Linked DNA regions of Sus scrofa: region 1 is linked to region 2. The links are chromatin contacts, called in public Hi-C maps. All regions are on one chromosome and are shown on one strand. The core of a region is the stretch at or near the end of the contact, and the rest is flanking DNA. Distances in the headings are between cores, read along the strand shown. Region 1 overlaps FHOD3 (FH1/FH2 domain-containing protein 3). Region 2 overlaps FHOD3 (FH1/FH2 domain-containing protein 3).

Evidence for each region. A called contact is a pair of places that touch in the nucleus more often than the background predicts.
Region 1: a Hi-C map of skeletal muscle shows a contact between it and region 2, with 11 times the contacts expected there. The contact joins two enhancer-like sites. A contact is called at or near these places in 2 of 47 Hi-C or Micro-C datasets (heart right ventricle and skeletal muscle) and 1 of 2 datasets of contacts at active chromatin or transcription factors (skeletal muscle).

The regions. Positions count from the first base shown.
Region 1 is chr6:120,140,391-120,147,731 of Sscrofa11.1, reverse strand. The region is part of intron 3 of FHOD3 (FH1/FH2 domain-containing protein 3); the gene reads right to left. Among named protein-coding and RNA genes, the nearest start is that of FHOD3, 110 kb to the right of the region's middle. Within about 2 kb of position 4,446, at least 3 of the 83 cell types and tissues checked have an H3K27ac peak or open chromatin away from gene starts, as enhancers often do. A contact at or near this core is called in skeletal muscle, where this site is marked.
Region 2 is chr6:120,060,057-120,067,522 of Sscrofa11.1, reverse strand. All of the region lies in intron 1 of FHOD3 (FH1/FH2 domain-containing protein 3), which reads right to left. Among named protein-coding and RNA genes, the nearest start is that of FHOD3, 27 kb to the right of the region's middle. Within about 2 kb of position 2,327, at least 3 of the 83 cell types and tissues checked have an H3K27ac peak or open chromatin away from gene starts, as enhancers often do. A contact at or near this core is called in skeletal muscle, where this site is marked.

The DNA of each region.
Region 1 (7,341 bases), core at 3,197-5,696, 78 kb before region 2:
GCCACAGCTGCAGGAATGCTGGATTCTTTTAACCCACTCTGCTGGGCTGGGGATCAAACCTATGCCTCTACAGTGACCCAAGCCATTGCAGTGCGATTCTTAACCCACTGCATACAGCAGGAACTCCAAAATACATTTTTTAAAAGAGAATTTTAAAAAAATATATAAAATCATTTTTTAAATGAAGAGAGCAAATGCAAAAAATGTATCTTAACTTTTCTCAGTAATTATCTTGCTGGTGGTAACAGTCTCATTATTCTGATACTTCTGAGGGTGTAATGTAAATATGGGCTATTCTATCCACTCCTGCATTTGCGAGCAGCATCAGAAGCAACCCCAAACTCATAAACCAACTCTCCCCTCTCACGTGCCTATACTACCATCTTTCTAAGCAAGATATCTTGTTCTTTTTCTAGGCTCAACATGCCCCAAACTGAACACACGACCATCTCCCCAGCTCAGCTGCCCCTCCGTGTCCTCTATTTCTTTTAGGTTTAGTTGTCCTCCCACTGTGTGGGGTTGGAAACTGCTGGGGCTTCCCTGACTGGCGTTCTCTCCAGATCAGCAAAAGTACACTTTTTTTTCTTTTTTGGCTTTATAGGGCCGCACCTATGGCATATGAAGGTCCCCAGGCTAGAGGCTGAATCAGAGCTACAGTGGCTGGCCTACACCACAGCTCATGGCAACGCTGGATCCCCGACCCACTGAGCGAGGCCAGGGAGTGAACCCACATTCTCATGGATGCTAGTGGGATTCGTTTCTATTGCACCGCAATGGGAACTCCCAGCAAAAGTACTCTGAAAGAATACTGTCTAAACTGCCTTCAGAGCCATTCAAAGTTTATGGATCCTCTCACTCAGCAATTCAGTATCAGTGTGTGGACTTGGGAGGGGCCAGTTAAATAAATCACCCTGTCACCACACAGTCAAGCACTATGTGTGCATCTGTAGGTGTGCTCGTACTTGTTCAGTCACACTTAGACCATCCCTTGAAAGATACACAACAAACTGATGACACTGACAAGCCAGGTCAGGGAGACCAGGCAGGGATGGGAGGGGACTATTCACTCTCTGTCCTCTTAAATCTTTTAATTTTCAAACTGTTGCATTATCTATTCAAAAGAATAAAATCTCAGTTTAATTGTTAACTCAAACCAATTTTATTCAATGCAAATGACCCTATAAAGAATTAGTTAATAATTCTAGGGAAATTCAATTTATAAATATCAGACAATTAAAAGAACCAGTTTTTAATAGCTGGAAAAAAAAAAAACTAAGTACATGGATCCCCCTTCATCTAAACCCCGAGCCAGCCATCAAGTTTCCACATCATCAAGGTTCCATCTCTGCCCAGAGAGGCAGGAACTCCCGCCCCATGAAAGATCCCCTGCCACACCCCCTGCTGGAGACAGATGGACAGCTGGGCAGGTGCCTTCACTCTTCCTATTGGCTTCTCTGAGCCCAGCTTGGGTCTCTTCAAACTCACGCGTGAGCTTGATTCTCTGCAAAACTCAGCCTACGTGAACTTCACTGAAATATATCCATGCACCAGTATAATATACCCCACAACACTTAGAAAGCCTGCAGGAAACTAGAACCCAGACCTGCCATGATCCATGGGCACCTGCTGAGCCTCAGGAAGGGTTTGAGAAGAACAGAAATGACATCACTGAAACCAATGAGGCAGGACTGTAAAAGGGGCCTCCATTTTTTTTTTCAAAGGGGCTCAATGTAAGAAATACCCGTTTTAATAAGATCTGGGTGCGTTTTTAAAACTTGTAGCTACAACAAACATATGCATCGCCTATGATGATCTAAATAAATCATAGCCAAAATACTGGTTTTTTCCTCCAGATTATCTCAAAGGGATACCCCCAAACAAAGAAAAACACCTAGGTTCTAAGGCCATGGACTCTCTGTACAACTAAACCACCAGCAAGTTTAATGACCAGCTGTAGTAACTAATTCATTCCAGATGCCTGGGAACATCTCTTTGTTGCCTATAATCTGTCGCAATCTACATTTGTTTGATATACTGTTTTGTGTTGTTTGGTTTTATTTTTGCTTTTTTAGGGCTACACCCTCGGCATATGGAAGCTCCTGGGCTAGGGGTCAAACTGGAGCTGTAGCTGCCGGCCTACACCACAGCCACAGTAACTAGGGCTCCAAACCGCATCTGCGACCTACACCACAGCTCACAGCAATGCTGGATCCTTAACCCACAGAGGCCAGGGATTGAACCCGCATCCTCATGGATACTAGTGGGTTCACTACCTCTGAGCCGCAATGGGAATTCATGTTTTGTTTTAATTCTATACACCACTTATAATCATTTTGAGAAACAGAAAACAGTCTAACTGCAGTCAGGGCTCATGGAGTCAGAGCCAACCACTGCCTCCTCCAACCACACTTCATACACAGTTATAACCCTGAAGCCCCTCTCCACCACCAAGCCCCCGCAAGTGCTCTGGTAGCAGAGGAAACAGGTCAGCAAACACCAGCCTCCTCTCCTCCACCCAGACCTCTTGGTTCCTCCCCATCCAATTCATCTTCTATACCATTTCCAGAATATCCTTTATCAAACCCTATGCCCACATCATATTACTCTCCTGTTCAAAACCTGATTTCAGCAGTTCCCGTCGTGGCGCAGTGGTTAACGAATCCGACTAGGGACCACGAGGTTGCGGATTCGATCCCTGACCTTGCTCAGTGGGTTGGAGATCTGGCATTGCCGTGAGCTGTGGTGTAGGTTGCAGACGCGGCTCGGATCCCACGTTGCTTTGGCTCTGGCATAGGTTGGTGGCTACAGCTCCAATTCAACCCCTGGCTTGGGAACCTCCACATGCCACAGGAGCAGCCCAAGAAATGGCAAAAAGACAAACAACAACAACAACAACCAAAACCTGATTTCAGTGATTCCCTTATTTTCTACTTAGTAAAAATTTCATTGGCTCTTTGTAAACACTGTCTGCACAAAGAGTTTATTAATTATCTTTATTTGGGCATCCCAATATATAAATTGCCATTATCTTGTTTGAAAGCAACAATGAACCCATGAAGTTACAAGTATCCTCCCCTGATGACAGCTCAGAAAACTCAGGTATTTCTCTGGTCTGTCATTCTTTTTCTTTCTTTCTTTCTTTCTTTCTTTCTTTCTTTCTTTCTTTCTTTCTTTCTTTCTTTCTTTCTTTCTTTCTCTTTCCTTTCTTTCTTTTTCCTTTTTAGGGCTGCACCTGTGGAAGTTCCCAGGCTAGGGGTTGAATTGGAGCTACAGCTTCTGGCCTACACCATAGCCACAGCAATGTCTGCGACCTACACCACAGCTCACAGCAATGCTGGATTCTTAACCCACTGAGTGAGGCCAGGGATCAAACCCACATCATCATGCATCCTATTCAGATTTGTTTCTTCTAAGCCACAAGGGTAACTCCTCTGCTTTGTATTTCTGCCTGGTATTTTGTACCTGATACACCCACACCCACACCCACAATATTTCCTGCCTTGATCCTCTGTCCAGGTAGGTTGGATTCTCTCTGCTGCCAAATTCACTCTGCTCCTGCTCACGTCCATCTAGGCTCTTCTCTCCAGGTGCTCCTTCAGCCCCTCCATGTTACTTACTTAAATCTTCCTGGGCTTTGATCAAGCCACTCACCTCCCAAGACCTTCCTATGGCCAATGTAACTGTAGCTACCAGGCCTGTGAATCCAGGCATCCTCACACAGGATGCCATCAGAACCGACATTTTCCGAATGTTTTTTGGGTGGGCCCATGATGCCAACTCAGTTGGGGGTTAGGGGTAGGCTGAGTTAGTACAATTTAAGTGGAAGCCTCCTGGCCCCATCAAAACCCTGTTTTCTTAAACTTCTTAGAGAGCAGGATTTTCCTCAGTCACCATTGTGTTGTCCAGGTTTGACACGGTACCAGGCACACAACTGGGGCTCCATGACCACTGGCTTCCTGGGGGAAAGAGTCACCAACCACCTTGGTGTGGATGAGTCTAATTAGACTCCTGTCCACACCAGCTACTGTGGGCGTGACCTTGGCCCCTGAGTCCCTCTCTGGCTCTCCTGGGGCAGCTCCTGAGCAGTGGTTCTCAACTGGGGCCAGTTTTGCCCCCCAAGGGACACTTGGTAATATCTACAGGCATCTTTTGCTGTCACAACCAGGGGGGTTGCCACTGGCATCTAGTGGGTAGAGGCCAGGGACACCAGTAAACATCCTATGATGACCCACAATAAATAAGTATCTGGCCCAGAATATCAACACTGCCAAGGGGGAGAAATCCTGCTCTGGAGAAAACAAAACAAGGAAAGAGGAAGTGCTCCCTGAAAACCTTTGAAAAGAAGTGATGGAAACATCACTTTAGTTGCCAGATCCGGATCCATCATAAATGCTTTTGACATTACGCTGGCTTATTTAAAATTAAGCAGCTGCCCCGCCGCCGTCCCAGCAGCATGTGGTGGGCATGGCAGCCACCCTGGAATGACCACATCACAAACTACTGGAGCTGGCTGCCACATTTCTGCCTACTAATTTTAATCTCTCTTTCTCAAAGGTCAGGAATATTTTCAGACCTCTTCACACACGCATATTGTGGGCAGACTGGATCTGCGCTGCTTCCAATTGGCAGAGGCACTTCGTTCACCAGCACCCTGAGCTGAGTTACAGGCTTAACTTTGTCCCTGTCACTCTCCAAGGGGCTTTGAGTCCATTATCCTAATTGGCAAATGATATGTAAGTACCAGAAGGCTATGTGTCCGCAATTATATTTCTAATGAAGGCTTAATCTCCAAAAGCAAACAGTAGTTCATTAAAACCACCCTCCCCATCTGTCACTACGGTCACCAAAAGAGAAAGAATCGGCTTCACGGGAAGGTTCAGATTAGCTGCCAGACAAAGCCTGATGAAGAAGCAAGAGATGCATCCCACCGGGTTCCAGTGCAGCATCCCTGACACACCCCTAGGGGAGGGATGGGGTGGAGACAGCAGCCTGAGGCTCAGGGTCTGGGAAGGCAGGAAGCAGTCGTTCCTCTGTTCCCCTGCTCAGGGCAAGCTTTTTGAGCAGATATTTCCACTTTAGCTAAGACATCTTATCAGCACTTCAGGGAAACGCCAGAGGGATTCGGGAAGGCAGATGACTCCATGGTCTAATATTTTAGCTGGACTCACACCAGGATCCCAAACCCTGTCCCGCAGACTGTGCATCACTCTGGGGAAGCTGATCACAGCTGCCCCGCCATGCTCAAAAAGCACTGACAGTCTGCGGAATGGGGTTCTAAACACCTGATGGGGATCAGCTTCTTTCACCCCCAGCAACCCTATGACTCATTTGACAAGTGAAAAAAAAAAGAGGCAAGGAGAAATCACTTGTCCAAGGTCATACAGCCTTTTAGTGGTGGAACCAGGCTGCGAACCAGGTGAACTATTTCCGAGTTCCCCATCATACACAGTGCCCAGGACAAACGCACTCATCTTGGGCCAGGAGCCCTGATGCTGCCTGACATGCCCCATCTCACCTGCGGGGGCACGGAAGGCCACGAGCCATCTTCCCTATGGCATGGTGGGATATTTGAGCAGAGCCCGAAAGTCTGAGTAGGAAATAACCAAGGCAGAAACATGGAACAATGGGACCGAGAGGCCTGCCTGGGACCCCTAGCGATCAGTCATTCTGGACATTGGAAGCTTGGAGGGCCGGACACATGTCATCGTCTTACCCAGACCCCCAACCCACCCTACCAGGCAGGCACACACAATGACAACCACCCCCTGACAAGAGTCACCTGAGGCCTTAGGCACTTAAGTGACCTGCCCAAGGTCACACTGCTGAGCGGTAGAACCAGGGCTCAACCTGGGCATGTCTGCTACACAGCCTTTGCTCTCAGAACTTCCTAAGATCCAGGACATGCCACCCTGTAGGACATTCCCTGAGACAGGAAGCCCCGAATTTGCCTGAACTCCAATCCCCTGAGTTTGCCATTCTCCACAGCACCACCTTTAGAACCTTCAGTTGTAAAGAAGCTTCATGGGCAAGGCTGCCCCAGCTTGGTTGAGGGAACCCCATCTGGAGTCCTCGAAATTGCTCAGGTAACCACAAGCACTCCTACAGATGCAGGGATCCGAGCCTTTGTGCAGAATGAGGGCCAACCTTTGGCCAAGTGATCTCTCTTCACATGTCCATGAGACCGCCCCTCTACAAGCAGGTACACTTTGCCTTCCTGCACCAAGTTTCTCTATGGTCCTCAAAAGCTATTCCATGGAAAGGCCCAAACCTTAACACACTGTGGGCCTTTAGCTGACAACAGTGAAGACTTCCGTCCCAGGAGTTCCCATCATGGCGCAGTGGAAACGAATCTGACTAGGAACCATGAGGTTGCGGGTTCGATCCCTGGCCTCACTCAGTGGGTTAAGGATCCAGCATTGCCGTGAGCTGTGAGTAGGCTGCAGACGTGGCTCGGATCTGGCATTGCTGTGGCTCTGGCGTAGGCCAGGAGCAACAGCTCCGATTAGACCCCTAGCCTGGGAACCTCCATATGCCATAGGTGCAGCCCTAAAAAGCAAAAAAAAAAAAAAAAAAAAAAAAAGAATCCCTCCCAAAAGTGCTGACATCATCATGTGAAATCTTATGCTCAAGGGAAGATGGTCCAACATAAGAAACAGAGCCTGGACTGATGACTATCAGTTCTTGGCTCTCTGCCCTCCAATTCCTAAGTTCTCACTGCGCAGGCAACAGTTACCAGTGAACATTCATGGACGATCTTCCATCAGCAAAAGGAAAGAAAGCTAAGGGAGTGTCATTCCCCATCCATAGAGGTGGACTCGATCTTTCCAAGTTGGTTTCATTCATGAATGACCACATTATCAATCCAGATGGGCCAGTCTTTATTTTCCCCAAAATTGTGCCATCTCTCCATAAATTCTATTACAAAATTACTCTGCGTACCAGAGTTTATTAATGTAAAAACTTCCTTCTTCCCCTTCTGAATGCTCTGAGTGGAGAGTCAGGTGTTACAGAACCACTGTCACTGGCGACCATAGGTCCTGCGCTATATCAGTCACTCGCAAGGGGACTTTTCTCAAGCAAGTTTGCTGCAAATGCTCTCATCCCAAAACCATGTTTTGTTCATACCTTGATACACCAAAGTTGCACAGGTCAGAGTGTGATGTGTCATATCGCTTTTGTTACATTATTCATACAAGCATTAACTGAAACATCAAAGGTAGAGAATGTGCTCCGAGAAAATCAAAACAGGCAGCACTGGGAACAGTGGCCATGATGCATGTAGAGCAGGACACCAGTTCCAGAATGGGCTCCATCTCTTCCTCTGCGACAGTCAGCACCAAC
Region 2 (7,466 bases), core at 1,078-3,577:
TCAAAACTTTTCATTATGGATCATATATCTTTGGTGGATATTTCCTTTCTTTTTCATCTTTTTTTTCTCTCCCTGTTTTACACAGGATATTTCCACTCACCTGTCTTCTAAATCACTACATCTCTCTTCAGCTACGTCTAAACCACTGTTAAATCCATCTACTTATGCTTAATATCACTGATTCTATCTCAGTTCTAGAATTCCTATTTAATTTTTTATATATAGATTCCAGTTCTCTAGTGAAACTCTCCATCTTTTCATTTCCTTTCTTGAATCTATTAATCACTGATATTGAAGTCTATCAGATAATTACTGGATCATCACCTGTGGGTCTGTTTTGAGTGTCTTTTTCTTCTCTTGATCCTGCCCTCTTCATATGCCTGGTATATATACATCCAAAATAATTGATGTTATATATATATATATATATATATATGTGTGTGTGTGTGTGTGTGTGTGTACATACATATATATATATATATGTATGTGTATATGACTCTGAAAAATCTACATGCTGTTACATGATTTTCTGATTTTCTTTAGTTTGTGGCAGGCAGCTAGATCAGGAACAGATTATCTTAATCCAATCATGGGTTGAGCTAATTCAAGGCTTGGTTCCATTCTTTATAAACTTGGTCTATTCTGGTCAGCTAATTTGAGGTTGGGTTTCAGTCTTTATAAAGTTGGCCTATTTTTAGTAAGCCATTTCTCCTGGGATAAAGTCCTTCAGGGTTCCTGAGTGAAGCAAGAGGGTATTTATAAGCATGATGTATTTCCAGGATCTCTCCACCTTTGTAAGCTCTTAATTCTCATTTTTATCTCCTCAGCATCATTAGACTATTTATAGTTCCACTTAGCCTTTCAACTTCTCAGCCTGCGTTGCTTAAGAATCAACATTATTTTGGATAGGGGGCCTCAGAGACTAGAGAATAACATATAAGGAATTAAATTTGAAATGGAATTGATCTTTCCAGACTTCATCTCTATGTCACTTTCTAAAATATGCACCAGAAACCTAGAACCAGAACTTATTTTTTTTTAATTTTGATACTATAAAAAAATTTTTTGATACTATAAATCTGAAGGAAAGAAAAGTGAAAAGAAAAGAAATGTCTGAGAAAGTGTTGGAGGAGGCAGTGGCAACCACTTCAGGGGCTATAAAAATGATTAAGAGCAGGATCCCATCCAATGAGCATCCCTCCTCTCCTGAGGGAAAAGGAATTCAAAAATATTATCATATCCTAAAGGGAAGGAAAACTTAAGAAAGATGGAGACTGGGAGGGTGAGCAGGAGGATGGCTACTTCTGGCCAGGCTCTGGAGAGCAGCCTCCATGGGGACCACAGTATCTATCTCATCCAGCTCTTGAAAACCAGTAAGGTTTGGGGAATGGGGTAGCTGATCACTGGTGTGGGGTGCAGAGTGTTGTTCAGTCAAAGAACAGCTCAGGAAGACAGTACAGCTGCCTGAAACCAAGTCATTTCCTGCACCCCCAAACCTACCTTCGCAAATGTGTACAGTCAGAGAAACACACTAGCACATAAAGTCTCAGAATCAGCTCCCTTCTGTTTACTGCCAGGGACCTCCACTTATGGAGTAATGTGGATTTTTTTTTTTTTTTTTGTCTTTTCTAGGGTCGCACCCACAGCATATGGAGGTTCCCAGGCTAGGGGTCCAATTGGAGCTGTAGCTGCCAGCCTATGCCAGAGCCACAGCAATGCTGGATCCAAACTGTATCTGTAAGCTACACCACATCCCACATCAATGCCAGATCCTCAACCCTGAGCGAGGCCAGGGATCGAACCCACAACCTCCTGGTTCCTAGTCAGATTCATTAACTACTGAGCAACAATGGGAACTCCAGTAATGTAGATATTGAGAGAGAGAGGCTACAAAGAGTGAAGAAACAATTGGTGTATCAAAGTGTCAGGGAACAGCAGGACGAAGACAGGCTGAATTCAGGATGCAGAGGGCTGAACACCAAATTAAGAACATCAAATTACTTCAGGCTTGGGCCATGGGATCCAAAGCAGAATTCTTCTCACCAAACCATCTTTCTTCTCTCTTTCTTTCTTCTCTCAGAGCACAATTCTTCCTAGGGACCATTCACCCAGGCCGCAAAAGATGGGAAATTGGCAGCAGAAAGCAAAGCAGATGGTAAGGAAAATTTAGAACACAAAGTCCTGCACTGGGGCACACTGTCAAATTCTTCCACTTAACACCATGGCAAAGAATACAGTTGAAAAGACTGCACTGGATGGGATTGTCTGTGAGGCAAGCTTGCAGATAATGGGAGACTTCAACTAGCATATTTTATTACTCATAAAATACAGCCCTTGCCAGCTCGGGGAGGGGGGGTGTCACAGCCAAGGCATATCAGAATACCTCTACTTGCCCCTTCTAGTACCCCCAGAGTTTCCTTGTGATCAGATAAAGTGAAGCTCTTCATCCCAGCAAGAGAGGACCTACTTCTGGGTTCTTACCACTGAGGCAGTTCCAACCCCTCCTGTCCTCTACCCCAACCTGGGGTTCTCCCGGCTGAGTATTCTGAGGTAGCTGGCAGGTGTGTACTGTCTAACACCTTCCTGGATATTTAGTCCCTATCTGCCACTCAGATTCATTGGTGGCATTTCTCAGTTTGCTTGAAAGCTTTGAAACCTGACACCAGATCTGCTGACATCAGGACTCATTACAGGATAAGGACCAAATCCCTGTTACAAAGGCCAGAACTTGGGCCTGGCATCCCAGGCCCTTCATAAACTGACCTCTACTCATCCTACACTGCCCCGTCTCCAAACCTCGAAACTACTCTCCCCTTCCCCACCCACCTAGAGTCACCTCTGCTTTCTGGACTTGACTAAATCTCCCCTCCTTCCTGAGGCCCCCCCCTGACAACATCAGTCTGACTCCCACCAGGGAAGGGACCCAGTCAGGGGATTCCCAAACATGTGATAACCCCAGAAAGACAGGCAGCCTCAGGACTCCTCCCTTTCTCTGAGTGGGTCAAGCACCACGCTAAATGCTTTCCAGATGGAAGTCCATTTAAGGTTTGCAATCACACTCTAAGGAAGGTATTATTATTCCCATTTTCTAGATGCCTAAATTGAAGCTCAGAGAGATTGGGAGCTTGTCTGTGGGATACAAAGCCTGTGCTTTAAACCCTTATGCTGGACTAAACAGAAAGCCAAAGGGGCACTCTCGAAGGGCACCCACGTAGCCTGGAGGGCGGGGGATGGGAGGGTGGCAGGTGGCAGTGCCCAGCAGCCACCTCTGACGATTAATAGGCAGCAGTAAGTGTCCATGAAATGAATGAGTTACAGCCAGAGTGGACTGTGTAAGAAGATGAGGACGGCACAGCCAGGAGGAGGGGGCGGGGAGGAGGAGGGGGCGGGGAAAGGAGGGGCAGGGAAAAGGAGGGAAGGCAAAGCAAGGCAGGCAAGCATGAAGCAGCAAGGAATGTGAGGAACTAAGGCAGTCAGGTTGCTGAAGCATAAAACGTGAGATGGAAGATGGAAAGGGACAAGACTGGACAGAGGGGATCCTGCCAGGTCACTGGAGGCAGAGAATGTCTCCTGAAGGCGCCCAGGCCTCCAGGTGTTGGTGATGAGCCGCTCAGAAGCGAGTGGCCGCTCAGAGCCCGCAGTTCCAACTCTTTGTGCCCAACACCAAACCTTCCAACTCCCCCATGAAACCTGCTCTTCCTTTCAGCTCCCCGGGGTTTAAGGCCAGCCCAGCTCCCTCCTGGTGCCTCTGCTCCCATCTTGCCCCTGTACCCATCCCCCACCGAGCTGCAAATGGGGCCCAACCTGGGATCCAACAGTGAAGAAAACAGGCATAAGGTACTGCCCGCCAAGAGATTCCCGAAGACTGTCCCTCCTCCTGTCACCCTCTCAAGAGAGAACAGTGGGTCCCCGGGGTCAGTTCTCCTGGCCCAGGGTACCCTGGGGCTGGAGTGCAAAGTGGGCAGTTTCTGGCCACCCACCACTCTTTCTCTTTCAAGGGTGAAGCCACCCAGCTCCATCATCCCTCCTCATACCTGAACTCAGGACCCTGGCACCTGCTCATCCTTCTCCCTCCACCCCAATATCTGCCACCATCTTGGAAGGACCTGTCCCCCCACCCCCACTCAGTGGCCTAGCGCTTGGCTCCTCAGCAAGAAAGAGGGGGAGAGACCAGGCACATACTGGGTCCCAGTTACCAACCACACAAACCTACGTCCAGAAAGGTGACGAGTTCATGTTCAAAAACCACCAGGAGACAGTGTTCTACAGGCAGGAGGCTGGGGTGGTCACAGGGACGCCAAGGCCTGGCTGTCTCTCTGGCATCCTGACCAGAGCAAGCATCTGAGAACACACAGCATCCCTGTAGCTCCCCTCCCTGCCTCATACCAAACCCCCTCCTCTGCATCTTCTGGGCTTTGTCCTCGGCTGCTGTAGATAGCACCTCACACAAAGGGCTGTCACCTCGTGCACCACTCGTGGGCACCTTGCAGTTCCCCAAGGGGTGCTGGCCACACCGCAATTTCTGATCCCTGCGCCTGGCCAGAAACTGGTGGTAACTGTTTGATTTCAACTGAGGGGAAAGCCGCAGTTCTATACATTCCAGACGTGCACTGGGTATTGCCAAAGATTAGTAGCAGTTCCACACTGATCTCAGAGCCGGAGGAGAAAAGACAGACAGATCACTCCACAGCTCCATCATCCAGCAGTCACGGAGGCTGACCCAAGGCCTGAGAAGACCTGGTCTTCAGCCTCCCTCCCTCTCTAGTACCCACACACCCTGCACACCCCCAGGAGAGGAGCGCCCAGTCCTGCTCACCTGACTCCAGTCCCACAGCCCACAGAACAAAACCCACAAAGCAGGGGTGGGTTCTAGCCTCATCCTGCACAGATGATAGGGTCTCACCACTCCCCCCTAGACACCTGGAGAGCCACATACCCACTTTACCAAGAGGAACAATGGCACTGCTAGGAATGTTTCTGTGTTCTCATGAAGAATACCTACTTGTGGGTCAGAGAGATGCTGGATCTCCTTATGAAGCAATGCAGAAGGAAACCCAGAGATGGGCTGGAGGGGAAGAATGCTGGAGTGGGGCCCAGGTTTCTTATTCTGCAGATGCAGAAACTGAGACGGAAGGGGACTGGTACCCATCACCTTCTAACACCTGATTAACTTGCTATTTTGTTTTATGTATTATCTCTCCCTGCTTTCTCCCACTAGAATGTAAACTCTGAGAAGGTCCAGATTTGTGCCTGTTTCGTTCACCAGTTGTTTCTCTGGTGCTTAAAACTGAACTTGGCACATAGCAGGTGCTCAAGGAAAACGTGGCAAGTGAAGGGAGAGATGAGTAAGACAGCAATTACCTGGTTCATGGGCAGCATGCTGTGAGGACATCATGCCACTTCTCAACACATTCCAGTTATGGATCCCAGAAGGATAAGCTGTAGTCTCACCTAAAAACGTGAGGCCCATGACTTAAAAGCACGTGTGCTGCAGTGGGCGGGGCACAGTGGGTGGTGCAGTTTGCCTGATGGGTTCAGTCCTCAATCCAGTGATTGGAAGCTCATTTGAAACTGATTTTTTAAAATACCAATGAGGAGTTCCTGTTGTGGCTCAGCGATTAATGAACCCGACTGGCATCCATGAGGACGTGGGTTCAATCCCTGGCCTCACTCAGTGGGTTAAGGATCTGGCATTGCTGTGAGCTGTGGTGTAGGTCACAGACACAGCTTGGATCCCACATTGCTGTGGCTGTGGCGTAGGCTGGCAGCTACAGCTCCAATTAGACCCCTAGCCTGGGAACCTCCATATGCTGCGAGTGCAGGCCTAAAAAGACAAAAATAAATAAAAAACAAAAAAGCACTAATGATACCTCAGGCCCTTCCATCAACAATGACTGGGAGTTCCCATTGCGGCTTAGTGGTGGCGGGTTATGAACACAAGTAGTATCTATGAGGATGCGGGTTCAATCCCTGGCCTCGCTCAGTGAGTTAAAGATCCGGCGTTGCCGTGAGCTGTGGTGTAGGTTGCAGACTCAGCTCAGATCCCGCGTTGCTGTGGCTGGGGCCAGCGGCTGTAGCTCTGATTTGACCCCTAGCCTGGAAACCACCATATGCCACAGGTGCAGACCAAAAAAGAAAAAACAACAACGACAACAATGATCACTGATCACCATGACCAAAATACACTGTGGAATAGACAGACAGCTCCATGAGGCCAAAGAGCTGACCCTCTCCCCCATCAGATCCCCTCCCATCACCCCACCACCACCCTGCCCCACTTCCAGGAACTCCAATATTTTCCTACATGCTCGAGAAGGCAGAAGCAAAGCAGGGTCCTGCGTGTGCAAAGGGCAGAACCTTTCCTCGTCCCAGGAGCCGGTTCCCCTGGCTCTAGCAACCTCCAGTCACCAGGCAGACACTGCCCAGAATAATGAAATTTAAACTGTTTAGACTTTGCAGAACTGAGTAGATTGATTTAATGGACCTGGCATGTTCTGCTTCAGGGACCAGGCCAGCCGAGGAACTCTTGTGAAATGAAAGCCACGGCTCTCCCAGAAGGGGTGGGGGGAAGAAAAAGGCTTACAGATACCAGAGCTGGAGACACAAAGAATCTCCCCTCCCTTCCTGCTCCTTAGCCCCAAGATTAGCTCCTGTCTCACCCCCGCCCCCGCCCCAAGCCACCTCACCAAGAGCCTGGCCAGCAGAGAGAGATGACACTTCCAGGCTAGTAGCTCATAGCATCAGGGGACAGCTCACCAAGGAGGAGACAGGGGGACACACACATCAAATCAGGACACCAAAATCAGGGTGATGACAGAAATGATGGGGAGCTGGCCTGGCTGAGCATAAGGGGTGTTTGCCAGGATAGCACAGAGCAGGGGGAGGCATCCCCAAAAGCCAGGTGAGGGGCAGGGATTGATGAGGTGCACCTGTTAACACAGACAGGTTGTGGGCTTTCATCTCAATGCCCCCTCACTGCTGACGCAAGGCCGGGCCTCTAACCAAAGGGCTGTTTGCAAACTCTAATGTTACCAGCAAAATTTGGAATATCCAGGATGGGCCACAGGTCCCCAGCTCCACCTTAATGCCCCACTCCCTCTGCAGAAGCTCCCCACTTTCACCTCTAAGGGAATCTGGTGAAGATGTCTGCACACTGGGTGAGCAAGGAAAACCAAGAAGCTCAGGGTGTGGGAGATGCTTTAGAGGGGAAGGACTTGGGTCCTAGGAGGCACAATCTGGAAATCAGAGCTTTTTTTTTTCTTTTTTGGGCTGCCCAAGGCATATGGAGGTTCCCAGGCTAGGAGTCAAATCAGAGCTATAACTGCTGGTCTACGCCAGAGCCACAGCCACTTGGGATCTGAGCGGCATCTTCGACCTACACCACAGCTCACAGCAACACCAGATCCTTAACCCCCCAAGTGAGGCCAGGGACTGAACCTGCATCCTCATTGACACTAGTCAAGTTC